Regions from separate parts of the Lactuca sativa genome. Here region 1 is linked to region 2. A link is a contact called in public Hi-C data. All regions are on one chromosome and are shown on one strand. Each heading gives the region's core, a stretch centred on a gene start, on an enhancer-like site or on the middle of the called end of the contact. The rest is flanking DNA. Distances are from core to core; before and after follow the strand shown.

The links. Hi-C and Micro-C count contacts between places; a contact is called where the count stands out from the background.
Region 1: a Hi-C map of leaf shows a contact between it and region 2, with 5 times the contacts expected there. The contact joins the promoter of LOC111901458 here to the promoter of LOC111901457 in region 2. A contact is called at or near these places in 2 of 4 Hi-C or Micro-C datasets (leaf and seed).

What each region holds. Positions count from the first base shown.
Region 1 is chr2:191,762,342-191,769,107 of Lsat_Salinas_v11, forward strand. It overlaps LOC111901458 (probable glucuronoxylan glucuronosyltransferase IRX7), which reads left to right and starts at 3,368. Exons shown (of 3, transcript XM_023897309.3): 1 at 3,368-4,393; 2 at 4,489-4,739; 3 at 4,843-5,675. The coding sequence starts at 3,767. The coding sequence ends at 5,275.
Region 2 is chr2:191,594,358-191,601,653 of Lsat_Salinas_v11, forward strand. It overlaps LOC111901457 (protein NUCLEAR FUSION DEFECTIVE 4), which reads left to right and starts at 5,290. Exons shown (of 1, transcript XM_023897308.3): 1 at 5,290-7,290. The coding sequence starts at 5,347. The coding sequence ends at 7,095.

The sequences.
Region 1 (6,766 bases), core at 2,118-4,617, 170 kb after region 2:
CTGTATTTGTGATGACTAGTTGGTTCTAGCTGTTATTATTGTGTTATGCCCACAGGACGTGCTGATTGCCCACTGGGACTGCTGATAGTCCCCAGGGTTGCTAATAGGGAGCTGATTTGTACACAACAAAATTTCTCCATACACAACAATTTGTGCTTTAAAATGTTGTATTGTACAACCCTATTAAACATAAAATGTTGTGTACGGATAAAAACTATTGTATACGAATCACTTCCCTTGCTAATAACCTATAGTTGTTTATTTATGTTATGTTGTATGTGGTATTTTGGGGAACTCACTAAGCTTCGTGCTTACAGTTGTTGATTATATGTGTTTCAGGTACTTCTGAGGGTCGCGGAAGACGAATATCTGATTGTACACACTCGCTGTGAGATTTGTTACTAGGCATTTTGTGGCACTATGATATTTTGTGATGATGAATTGTATTTGATACTTGTGTTTTTCCGATCACTTGGTTTATGAACAATATTTTGGGTAATTTAAAAATAAATATTTTGGTTTGAAATTTGAGGTGTTACAAAATAAGCATAAATAAAAGTTTTAAAATGGCCCGTGAAAATGGGGATGTCACAATAATGATATATATATATATATATATATATATATATATATATATATATATATATATATATATATATATATATATATGAGTATTTTTTTAGGGGTGTTTAGAATTAATTATTTGAAGTGATTATTAAGTTATTTCGATTTTGCACAAGTAATAAGGAGTTTTAATGCATGGATAAAAAGTTCTCATAAGCACTTTATGGACTTAAATAAGAAGTTTTTGATAAGTTATTTTCTATTTACTTTTTGACTTATTTAAAATTTTTTTGATAAGTTGTTTCATTATTACACATAAAATAAAACTTTGACAAACACTAAAAATAACTTAGGCTTCTTAGTATTCATTGCATAGTGGTGTCTGTGGCTTAGTTCGCAACGCCTCTACGATTGTACACACCACCCCAGGTCATGGTTGTGGTGGTTCGTGGTGTTGAGGACGGATCACAACGGCCAATATGACGAAGGTTTGGATGCGTATGTGTTTATTTCCATTCGGTAACAATTATGCTTAAAAAGAATTAAATATTAAATTTTACTCTATAAATTAACCAACTCATTTCAAAAAATTTACACCATTCTTTTCTTATCCTAAAACATATATATTCAAATATTGTGCCAACTATGAAACAAAATCCCAACACACCACCTGCAAATTTATCCCGAATTTGTGATGGTACATTTACGTTAGACACAACTCTCTGATATTTTCCTAGCATAGACTCACCACAAGGTGGTTTCATGAATTTGCTCTAAGACTTTCCTGTCCCGCAACTACAATCGGTCCATGGCTCTCCTATCCCACAACAACAATTCTTCTAACAACATTTCCCACCACCAAATTTTTTCCAGCAATCTGCTTTTGTCTACCAATAACCCTTTTTCATGCAACAACCACTATCGCAACCACCAATTTCACTATGTGTTACCCCTTCTTCTCCTGGTGAAGTACACAAAACACAATTCGTGAAACCCAAAAAAACCAATTGAAAAGGCAAAAGCCTAAACCCGTTTCTATCGGCGCGTGAATTTGGACAATAAATAAGAAATTGTTTTGGCTAAGGCTTGGATTGCGGCTAGCTAAGACCCGATAAGGAGAGTATTGAATGATCGACCAACTAACTTCCAAATGGTGCAACATAAGGCTCAAAATTACCGAATTCAACGAAATTCAAAACAACTTGAGCAATATGCACAAAAGTGGGGCGAATAATTTTGACATATTTGTGGTGACGCTTAAGCAATACCAAGAGTCACAACTGACACAAAAGCCTTTTTCATATGTGAATGCTTGGTATGATCTAAAAAAATATCACAAATGGCTTCTCACAGAAGAATCAGTTTCATATGGATCTAAGCGCTCAAGGAAATCTCCCTCGCAACAATCAGATGGACAAACATTTATTGACATAAACAATTAGTCATATGAATTAGAAGTGAAAGGACCTCTTCATCGACCCATTGGAAGGAATAAAACGAAAAAACCGACTTCCGACTCTACTTCAAAAAAATTCATAAAGTAGTGTTATTGATCATTTTAAAGAGAAATTTGATCGATATGTAAATCTCCAAGAACGGAAGATTGAGATCATGGAAGAAGCGAAAGAAGATTACAAACACAACTTGTGAAGCAAAAAAAGAAAGATTTGGAAATTTTGAAGATGAAAGTCGAAGATTACGAGGCCGAGGATATAGAGATATTCCTTGCGGTAAAATAAAGCGTCAAAAATAAATATAGGAATATGTAATTTTTTTATATTTGATATTTTTTCTAGGTTTTTTTTAGTTTTTTTTTTTTATTTTAATATTTAACGTTTAATTTTAATGAAAATGTTGTAGTTTTATTTAATTTAGCTAATTAATAATTACTTAATTAAAAAATAAAAAATAAATTGTTTTGATGATGTGGTATAACGAAAATACCAACTATAAAGTAGTGATAATTAGGTATTTAGGTGTCAGAACACTTATTTATTAGTTAAGTAGTAAATATATCGTATGATTTTATGATCTTATTTTGTTTTAATCTAAGATAAACAAAAAGTGTTATTATATGTAATTTTTTTTCGTTCACATAAAAAATCAAATATGAGAGGATACACACAAACTCAAAAACATTCACATAAAAAAAAGCAAATATGAGAGGATAAATACAAACAGATGATGTTAAGATGATGCTAAATAGACACCTTAATACTAAGATGATGCTAAATAGACACCGATATCCTTTAACAAAAGCCAATCTATCATTAATTATGTGTAATCAATTTTTTCGGAAAACAACATATTTTCAACCAATAAAAATAATTTAATAATTAAGCAAGATGTTTAAATGGTAAAATGGAATGTTTTTTTAGTCAACCGCATACAAACCCAACCACTCACACATATCAAGTAAAGTAGTCAATAATCAATTGGAGTTATGCTTTTTTTTTAACTCAAATTTAACCCCAAATAAATTACTAAACATTTTTTATAAATAAAATATAAGTTGTTTTACCGATCAAACACCCTTTAGTTTTTATGTAGGGAAGTGATTTGTACATAACAATTTATTTTATAGATAACATTTTATATTTAATGAAGTTGTACGATACAACCATTTAAAGTATAAATTATTGTGTATGGAGAAATTTTATTGTTAATGAACGGTTCCTTTTATGTAATAATAATAATAATAATAATAATAATAATAATAATAAAACTTATAAATTTAGCGTTTTTTCCCTTAAATTATTTTTAACCTTCACCAAATATACGCCTGACGTCTATTTTTGAAAATCCCTTTGCAGTCTCCACTTTTTTTCTTGATTTCCTCACATTGCCTTTTTTTTTTTTCAATTTGTACCCCTCAATCTATACTTCCTTTGTTCATCCCAATTTGAAGACATTTCAGTCATTTTCATGAATTCGTATCTCTCTGTCTGAATTTCTGACCCTGCAACAACATCATCCTCCATGGACGGTTTTACTTCTTCTTAATCAACTTCAAATTCGAGATGACTATACAATCAAAAAATCGTTCTTGTTTGATTCATCTTGGTTGAAACATTCAATTTTGGGTTTCTGGATTTCTACTTCTTCAACCAGAAATGAATTCAATTTCCTTGTGATGGAACTAGCAGCAATCACCAATTCTTGTTCTTGTTCTTGATTGATTCAAGATAAAGATTTTAAAAAAATGGAGGTTTTTGGATCGGCCAGGAACAGGAATGAATTCTATGTAAGGATGAAGCTTTTACGGAGTAGACATGGAAAAACAAAGACGCCGTTTCGCTTTCGATACTTCAAATGGATTCTCTGGTTTTCTCTCTCCTTATACTTCTTTGCTACGTCTCTCGGCAACCATCGTCCGGCGACCACGTCGTTAAAAACTATAATTCCTCAACCACAACTACGTTCTGTCTCCGGTGTTTTCTCAGACGCCGCAGTTCTCCGGCAACCCAGATCTTTGAAGGATTTGAGAGTGTATATATACGAATTGCCATCGAAATACAATAGTGATTGGCTGTCAAACAAGCGATGTAGCAACCATTTATTTGCGTCGGAGGTGGCGATACACAAAGCATTGATTAAAAGCAACGTACGGACGTTTGATCCAGCGGTGGCCGACTTCTTCTTCATGCCGATTTATGTTTCCTGCAACTTCAGCACCGTTAATGGATTCCCCGCCATCGGACATGCACGTGGGCTTTTATCGTCTGCAGTTGAATTAATTTCATCGGAGTTTCCTTTCTGGAACAGGAGTAATGGTTCCGATCACGTGTTCGTCGCTTCTCATGACTTCGGAGCATGTTTCCACTCCATGGTATACGAAACTTTCAAAAATTCGATGATCTCAGTTCGCTCATCTTCAATTAATCATTGGCTTTTATGAAAATTTGATTTTATTCGATGAATTAGGAAAATAAAGCCATCGCCGATGGCATACCAGAATTTATGAGGAATTCGATTGTCTTACAAACATTCGGCGTTAGATACCACCACCCATGTCAAGATGTTGAGAATATCGTCATCCCACCCTACGTATCGCCGGAGAAAGTTCAGTCTGTACTGTCAATGTCACCGATCACTGGCCGGCGGGACATTTTCTTGTTTTTCCGGGGAAAAATGGAAGTCCACCCTAAGAACGTTAGCGGTCAATTCTACAGCAAGTAATAATTAATAATAAATTCCCATTTATCATCAAATTGACTTCTTCTCGTTCTGTATTCTGTAGTGACGAAATTGCCCCTAATCCAAATATTCTATTTACAGGCGCGTGAGGACGGAGATACTGCGGAAGTACCGGAACGACCGGCGATTCTACCTGAGAAGAAACCGGTTCGCCGGTTATCTGTCCGAAATCGTACGGTCGGTGTTTTGCTTGTGCCCACTCGGGTGGGCCCCGTGGAGTCCTAGACTTGTGGAATCAATTGCGTTGGGTTGCATCCCGGTGATCATTGCCGATGGCATCCGGTTGCCGTTCGAAACCGCCGTGCCTTGGTCGGAGATATCTCTCACGGTGGCGGAGAGGGACGTCGGGAAGCTTCGCAGAATACTTGATTACGTGGCGGCCACGAACCTGTCAGCCATCCAGCGAAACCTGTGGGACCCAAAGGTCAAGCAGGCACTGCTCTTCCACGATGACGTGGAAGTTGGTGATGCCACCTGGCAGATCCTCGTTGCATTATCTGAGAAACTCGAATAGGTTCTTCATTCTTCAATCTTCAACGACCAAAAAAAGATATACATATACATGTTGAAATCATTTTTTTATAGAAATTCCAGCTAATTAGATGGAAATTTTGACATATGTGGGCCCCCACTTTACGCCAAGCTGTCATTCACGTGTTGATGAGCTGGCGATCGGCGATTGATGCTGGTATACATAACGTACGAGGAGGGATATTATGCGGGGTGGTCCTCGTAACGATTTGACGTTGTCTTCCTTGTGACGACGATGTTACACTTTGAAAATATAGAATTTGGGACCCTTGAAAGTGGAAAGAACGATTTTGCTGATTTATATTTGTAAATAATATTAGAAACTGTTTGGTGATCTGTAAGAAAACATTATATTTATACTAATATATTTATTATTATATTTATATTTGTGATAATATATTTATCATTGTTTAATTAATCGATTAAACTTATTATATAAATGAATATATTTATAACAATTTTTATTTAATAAAACGCTTTTGTTGTAACATTAAGTAAGAAATATGAAATGTGTTTGGTGTATGAAAATTTAAAGTAAGAAATTCTATAAAAAAAAATGGTTTTGAAAATATTATTTTGCTTAAAAACATCTGTGAAAGATAAAAATTTTGTAGATAAGAAGGATGTAAATGAGAAGATTTAGTATTGTACAGGGATGTTTATTGCAAATATGAGACAGTTTGGCACGTGAAATTTGTCGAGGGGGAATGTATTTATTATGGCAGAACAGGTCACGGGTTCTTGAAATTCGGTAAAAAGGTTGTGGGGAATTTTGGGTATATTGGATAACTTTTGTCCTTGTCTTGAAATGTGAATTTTGGGTATATTGGATAACTTTTGTCCTTGTCTTGAAATGTGAATTTTATTCCAAATAGTATAATCTTTGTGTTCTTCTTTTAAAAGAAAATGAAATTTCATTTCATACGTTGTTTAATAAATTTTTTCTCACGTCAACTAATTAAAATATTATTCAACAAGATAAAATTAATAAAACATTTAACTCAAATCCAACTCACATGCTTTTTATAATAACTACTATCGGTGAATATATATAATGAAGTTAATTCATACAACAATTTTTTTACGTATAACAATTTATGTATTAAAATATTTTTATATGATTTATAATATATATATATATATATATATATATATATATATATATATATATATATATATATATATATATATATATATAAACTGTTATATTCGATCACATCCATATGAGAAATATGATTATAAAATAAAAAGCTAACACAATTTTTTTAATAACATAACATATAAGTAATTTTTTTCTTTCAAATATAAACCGTATTTGGTTTAAAAGTCATCATGCTTTCTTGGAATCTTCTGAGTTGGAAACGAATTTGTTCAATTGTCTTTTTAACTATTTTCTTGTTTTGATTAATAAAAACATTTATAGTATTTTTGGCAATTCACAAACTTTATCTTGAAATTTAAAATATTTGTTGAT
Region 2 (7,296 bases), core at 4,040-6,539:
GGTTATTTATGGACTAGTTAGTGGACTACCTTTAGACCTAGAGAATGAGGGTTGGGACTTAGATCCTAATTTGAGATCATTGTAGATATGGCTCAGAGGTAGAGGCTGGTGCGCATCGATGACATTCGTAGGAGCCGTTCATCATTCGAGGTGAGTCTTCTCACTATACACTACCTAGAGTGGTATTTATGTGTAGACCGAAAGGGTCTTGTATGCTATGTGTATGTATGAGATTATGTGCATTTTGTTGTATGTATGCCATATGTTGTATAGACCGGACCGGAGGGTCCAACGATATAGACCGGACCGATGGGTCCAACGATACAGACCGAACCGAAGGGTCCGATGAGCTATGACCGGACCAGAGGGTCCAACGAGCTACGGGACCGGAGGGTCCCGCTGAGACACATCGACCGGAGGGTCATACTGTAGCCTCGAGTGGCGTATGTGTTGTACGTGGTATTTTGGGAAACTCACTAAGCTTCGTGCTTACCGTGTTATATGTTATGTGTTTCAGGTTCTTATCAAGACCGTGGGAAGGTGGCGGCTCGATTGTACACACCAGAGAAAAGAGTCACGAATGGGGATCCTGGATTTTGATAATGTTTTGAAAACTTTGTTGACTATTAAATGGTGTTTATTTAAAATGACATGTGTTTTATGAAATTAAAAATGAAAAATTTGTTTGAAAATTTACGATGTTACAGACACCTAAGCCAACAATCTACCACTTGGGTAATTCTAATAACAATTAATGCAAGTATAACTCCACAACCCGACTAGCAATCGTATTCAACAAGTTCTCTCTCTCTCTCTCTCTCTCTCTCTCTCTCTCTCTCCCCCAAACACACAGACAGCATAGCTGATATTGTTATTTGGTTTTTATATGTATGGTGTAATTATAGAAGTAAGAATGATGTCAGAAGATGGGTCGATTGGAGTATTTCGTCTTTTGCTCATTTATCTTGTATTTTATATCTTGTAACTTTGCCTTGTTGGGTTAATCGGTTTGAAAAACAAATTTTATAGTCAAGGGCAATATAGGAAAGTTACTATATTTTGGTTTAGTTTTATCTCGTATGTAGGTATTAGAGTTTGAGTAGGTTTCCAATCCAATTAGTATATATAGATGTAATAGTTTTAACTTTAAATTTAAAGTATTGTCGTTCTCATAAAACTTTGTGTGCAAGTCAATAATTTCTTTTCCTGTTTTGTTCTTCGTTTCTCCCTAGCACATAAGAAATTATTTTAGTTTAGTTTCTTACACTTGGTATCAGAGCAGTTTCATTGAAGGGAGTGTGATTCGAGGTTAATTACAATTAACCCCGTTTCTCGGGCTTGTGAGAGACTAATCGGAGACGCGGAACAAACGGATGGGAAGACGTCAAAGCAGGTTGCTTTGATTTAGTTCGTTTTGTGGGTGACGGAAGACGGTAAAGGTGGTCGTGACATTGTCTTGTTGTCCGGTGGAAGAGTGCTCTCGGAACAAGCTTGATTAAATAAGTCGGGGTTAAGGAGAAAAGGATGTCGTTGGTTAAAGAAGGAGGTTCGATGACGTATCAAGTTCCGATTTTGACTCCAATGAATTATCCGGTGTGGGCGGTCAAAGTCAAGTCGATTATGGATGCATACGACATATGGGAGACGGTTGAACCAAAGGCGTTAGGTGAAGCATCAGATCAAAAGAAGTCAAAACAAGCTCTTGCCTTTTGTTTCAAGCTATACCCGAAGACATGGTGTTGCAAATGGCGAGTTACACCGAACCAAAGAAAGTGTGGGATGGGCTGAAAACACGATATTTGGGAGTGGATCGGGTGAGAACGGCTCGACTTGCAACGTTAAAGAGAGAGCTTGAAAGTTTGCGCATGAAGGAGGGTGAAACGGTCGATGATTTTGTGATAAAATTATCCGGTTTAGCTTTAAAAGCAAATAGTCTTGGATATGAGCTTGAAGAAGGTCATTTAGTAAAAAGGTTACTAGATTCAATGCCTAAGTCTTTTCTTCAAATCGTAGCTTCAATAGAGCAATGTTTCGAGTTGGATTCAATGTTATTCGATGAAGCGGTTGGAAGATTGAAGGCATATGAGGAGCGTATAAGAGGAACTGAGAAAGTGGAGGACACTCAAGGTGGGTTATTGTTGGCTAGTGAGGAAAAATCACATGTTTGTAAGCATTGTGACAATGAACGTTCAAATCGGGATGACTTTGGACGTGGCCGGGGAAAAGGTCGGGAGTCCGGGAGAAGTCGAGATGATAATGAACGTGTCCGGGATAAAAAGTCACGTTAGATATTACAAATGTGATGAGCTTTGTCACTATAAAAACGAGTGTCCTAAATGGAAAAAGGAAGAAGCAGGTCTAATAGAAGAGGAACCGACAGTGTTTTGAACGAGTGGTATAATCAAAGTATCAAACCGATTAACGGTGTGATTGTTGGGTTAATCGGTTTGAAAAACAAACTTTATAGTCAAGGGCAATATAGGAAAGTTACTATATTTTGGTTTAGTTTTATCTCGTTGAGCAGGTCTCTAATCCAATTAGTATATATAGATGTGATAATTTTAACTTTAAATTTAAAGTATTGCCGTTCTCATAAAACTTTGTGTGCAAGTCAATAATTTCTTTTCCTGTTTCGTTTCTCCCTAGCAAACAAGAAATTGTTTTAGTTTAGTTTCTTACATGCGTTTCGTTTCTCCCTAGCAAACAAGAAATTGTTTTAGTTTAGTTTCTTACATGCCTGTGTTTTTAGCTCCTAATCATGGATATCTTTTCGCATTAACATATTTCTCGCCGAAAAAAAAATAGCGGAATATAGTGATAACAAATTTGTGGGTGATGCAACATGAAAACGTTGACTTTCATATATATGTGAAAGTGATCATAATTATCGAGATATGATTTTATTTCGAGCACTATGTTATAGTGGGAAAAAAACAGCCAATTTAGGGATGGAAAAAATCCCCATATCCAATGGGGAACCCGAAACCCGCACCCGTTTTGACTGGGGGTGGGGAGGGGGGTTTATTTATATTCCCCGATGGGAATGGGGATGAGGATGAGGATTGGAATGAGGATTCGGGGATGGGGATGGGGATTGGGGTCCCCTGTGTTCCCCGCCCCCGTTGCCATCTCTAAGCCAATTAATTATCATGTGGTTTAAACATAGAAATTTATCATTCCCCTTAATGGCTTTGTTTATGATTTTATGTACCTTCTTTAAACAACAAAATTTTAGTTTGGTTCCACGTACTCGAAATCCTTTCTGCCTCATTCATAGACTTTGCTCAAAAAACAATCAAAATTAAAAGATAACGCATATCAGTTTCCTATCAGGGAAAGATCATTGATCCGGTTTATGTCTAGACCCCTCTTGAGAATTACTGAATTCATCCCTTTGACTCTTTGAATATTTCCTAGGCTTGCATAAGTAGGTATTGAAGCACACTAGCAACCAAATAAAGAAAATCAGGTTCCACCTCCATTTGTTCATATAAAATATGACGCCTCTCAATATCAAGGAATTCATTATGAGGACATGAGATTGTAAAACCCATTTATTTCACATAATCATGTACAAAATGCCTTTTTTTCAATACTGTTCAAATCACAACAAACCTTAATTACATGACAAAGAGAATGTATATAAGGAACAACACATAACTCAACCATTTCTCAAAAACAACTACATTATTGAAACATCTAAGATCCGGATGTGGGCCTTGGACAATCACCTTTCGAACCTGTTTATGGCTAGCTTTGACGTTCTCTGAACTAGAGATCACTATTAACACAGCAACAAATTGAATTTTTTTTTCGATTTTTTTACTTTTAGCTTTTAAGAAAAAATTTGAAAAAAAAAATCCATGTTCTACAAGTTTTCAGATTTTATTTTAAACATAAAACTCATAAACCAAAAGATACTTCAAATAACTTTTGGTCTTTAAACTATTAGCTACCATTGTCCAACATTTCTACAAAAAATAAAAACTACTGCTTGTAACTATGAACTAGTGTTGTCTAAAATCTTCCTTAATAAATAAAGGTTTTTTTTGCCACTTGTCATTCTCTCATGAGATTTGACACGTGTCATTTTGTGGTAGTTTTGAAATAAATATTATCCACTTGTTAATTTTTGTTTTTTTTTTCATTTTTAGTTAAAGTCATATACTTATATATGTAAAGTATTAAATATCATATATATGATATTAAATTGTAATAAATTCGTTTCTTTTTTTTTTATTTTAAAGTTGTATATTAAAAAATATTTTATTTTTATACTTTAAGTTTAATCATTTTTTAAATTAACCCGTATAATATACTAGTCTCACACCTAATACATATTATATAGATGGTTTGAATAAAATAGTCTCCAATTATTATTTCTAGAATTTTGAGCATGTTTTTCGTATGAGAAAACATCTACATAGAACTACGAAATGAGTTTCTAACAAGATTTCTAAAGTGGATATCTTATTATAATCATACTGCCTTAAATAAGGGATTATAATAATAGAGTTCGAAAATTATAATGAAGTTGGTAGTTATTTATGTTATCCCTGAAAAAGATTTATTTTATAATATTGGGTTATAAAATATGGTTGTTGGTGCATGCGTCTATTCTATAAATTTGATATTTAGAAATGTAATATTCATATCACATAATGGATAATTTTGCAAAACTCAGCAAATTTATCGGCGAAAAGACTAAAGTTATCGAATAACTCAGCAAAATAGATTTCATAAATATAATATCTTAATCTTAATACATATATAAAAAAAGTCATGACGTCAGTAAAACAAACAAAAATAATAATTGTTACTTACTTATCTTAATTTTGTAAGAACTTTATAAGCTGGATAAAACGCAATTTGGCAATCGTAAAAACTTTATAAGTTGGACGTCTAGATTTTTATAGGACCAAGATATATTTAAAATATTTTAAACGAAAATATAGATTGTGAACTCAATTTTATTATTTTAATAGTTTATCACGTTAGTTTAGGAAAATTGGTCTCTACACTCTACATTGAATTATTTTTTTCGTAATCATTTTTCAATCTAATTATTATACTGTATTAGTTAATTTATCGTAATTACGAACTAATGTATATAATTAGACTGTAAATTATAAAAACAGTTACACAAAATTATATACTGTATATTTATGTTTATAATACTTTCCAAAAATAAAATAAAATATATTAAATAGATGATCCAAACAACCCTACAACCGAGGCCATGTAAATCTTAAAACAAAAATCCTTTCTATATATATATCTCTGTAACTCCCACTCTTCGCTACTCACTCACACTTTCCGCCTTTCATCCCAAAATATTCCTAAAACATGGGGGAAGCGCCTTCAACCACCACCTCCGGTTCCGTCGCCGGCAGCGCCACAAGTCTGCCGTTTGCCGTCCATGTAATCCGTGGCCGCTGGTTCTCACTTTTCGCTTCTTTCTTAGTCATGACCGGAGCCGGAGCGACGTACCTCTTCGGCGTCTACTCCAAAGACATCAAATCCTCCCTTGGTTACGATCAAACCACCCTCAACCTCCTAGGCTTCTTCAAAGACCTTGGTGCCAACGTCGGTGTTCTCTCCGGCCTAATTGCGGAGGTCACTCCGACATGGTTCGTGCTATTACTCGGATCTGCGTTGAATTTTGGCGGTTACTTCATGATATGGTTGGCTGTCACCAACAGAATCGCGAAACCTAAAGTCTGGCAGATGTGTTTATACATTTGCATCGGAGCGAATTCACAGAACTTTGCGAACACCGGAGCGTTGGTGACAACCGTCTGTAATTTTCCGGAAAGCAGGGGAGTTGTTCTGGGATTGTTGAAAGGTTTCACAGGATTAAGTGGAGCCATCATGACTCAAATCTACTTGGCTATTTATGGAAACGATTCGAAATCGTTAATCCTGCTGATTGCCTGGCTCCCGGCGGCGATTTCTGTGGTGTTTGTGTACACGATCCGAGCGATGACCCTGGTGAGACAACCGAATGAGCTCCGAATCTTCTACCGTTTCTTATGCGTCTCGATTTTTCTAGCATTGTTCATAATGGGGATGACGATTGCTCAGAATATTGTGACGTTTTCACGAAGGGCTTACGCTGGTAGTGCTTCTGTGGTAATTTTCGTACTCTTTGTCCCCCTTTTTATGGCCATTAAAGAGGAATTGAACCTCTGGGTGAGAAACAAACACCAACCAGTTATCGTTCCCGAGGTTAAAATCGAGAATATGAATCAGAATCATGAACATCAATCCACAAATCCCACATCATTGGAACTGGATAATCCAAATCCAAAACCAAAAGCGAAAACATCTTGTTTTGCTAATGTGTTCTTGAATAAGCCTGAAAGAGGAGAGGATTACAGTATTCTTCAAGCACTTTTAAGCACAGACATGTTAATTCTGTTTGTTGCAACTTTTTGTGGGCTTGGAACAAGCTTAACCGCAGTAGACAATTTAGGTCAAATCGGCGAATCTTTAGGTTACCCTACAAAGACGATAAAATCATTCGTTTCCCTTTTAAGTATCTGGAATTACTTCGGCCGGATCTTCGCCGGATTCGTATCGGAAATCCTTCTGGTGAAGTACAAATTCCCAAGACCACTAATGTTCACACTTGTACTCTTCCTCTCCTGCGCCGGCCTCCTCCTGATTGCTTTTCCGATTCCGGGATCTGTCTACGTCGCTTCCATCATCATCGGATTCTCATTTGGGGCACAACTGCCCTTAATCTTCGCCATCATTTCAGAGCTTTTCGGATTGAAATACTACTCGACATTGTTCAATTGCGGGCAATTGGGAAGCCCATTGGGATCTTACATCTTGAATGTTAGGGTTACAGGGCCATTGTATGATCGAGAAGCATTGAAGGGGCTTGCGAAGAAAGGGTTAGATAGGTCAGCAGTTAAAGAGTTGGTTTGCATGGGCAACCATTGTTACAGGTCGTCTTTTATCATATTGGCTTGCGTTTGTTGCTTTGGTGGTTTATCTTCGTTGATTTTGGTGATAAGAACTCGAAAGTTCTACAATGGAGATATTTACAAGAAGTTCAGAGACGAAGCTCAGATCATTGCCACATAAGCACTTTAAGAACATTCCGAAATGTGTTTGTAATCAAATCATCTTTTGAGTTTGTAACTATGAATGCTATATGGTAATTATAAAGTGAAAAATATATCCATTTTCTTTTACACATTAATTTCATGTGATATGTGTCTTTTTCATGAACAAGGTGTAATATTTATTTATAGTGAAAACAAGATTAGTCTTTTTAGAGGTAGT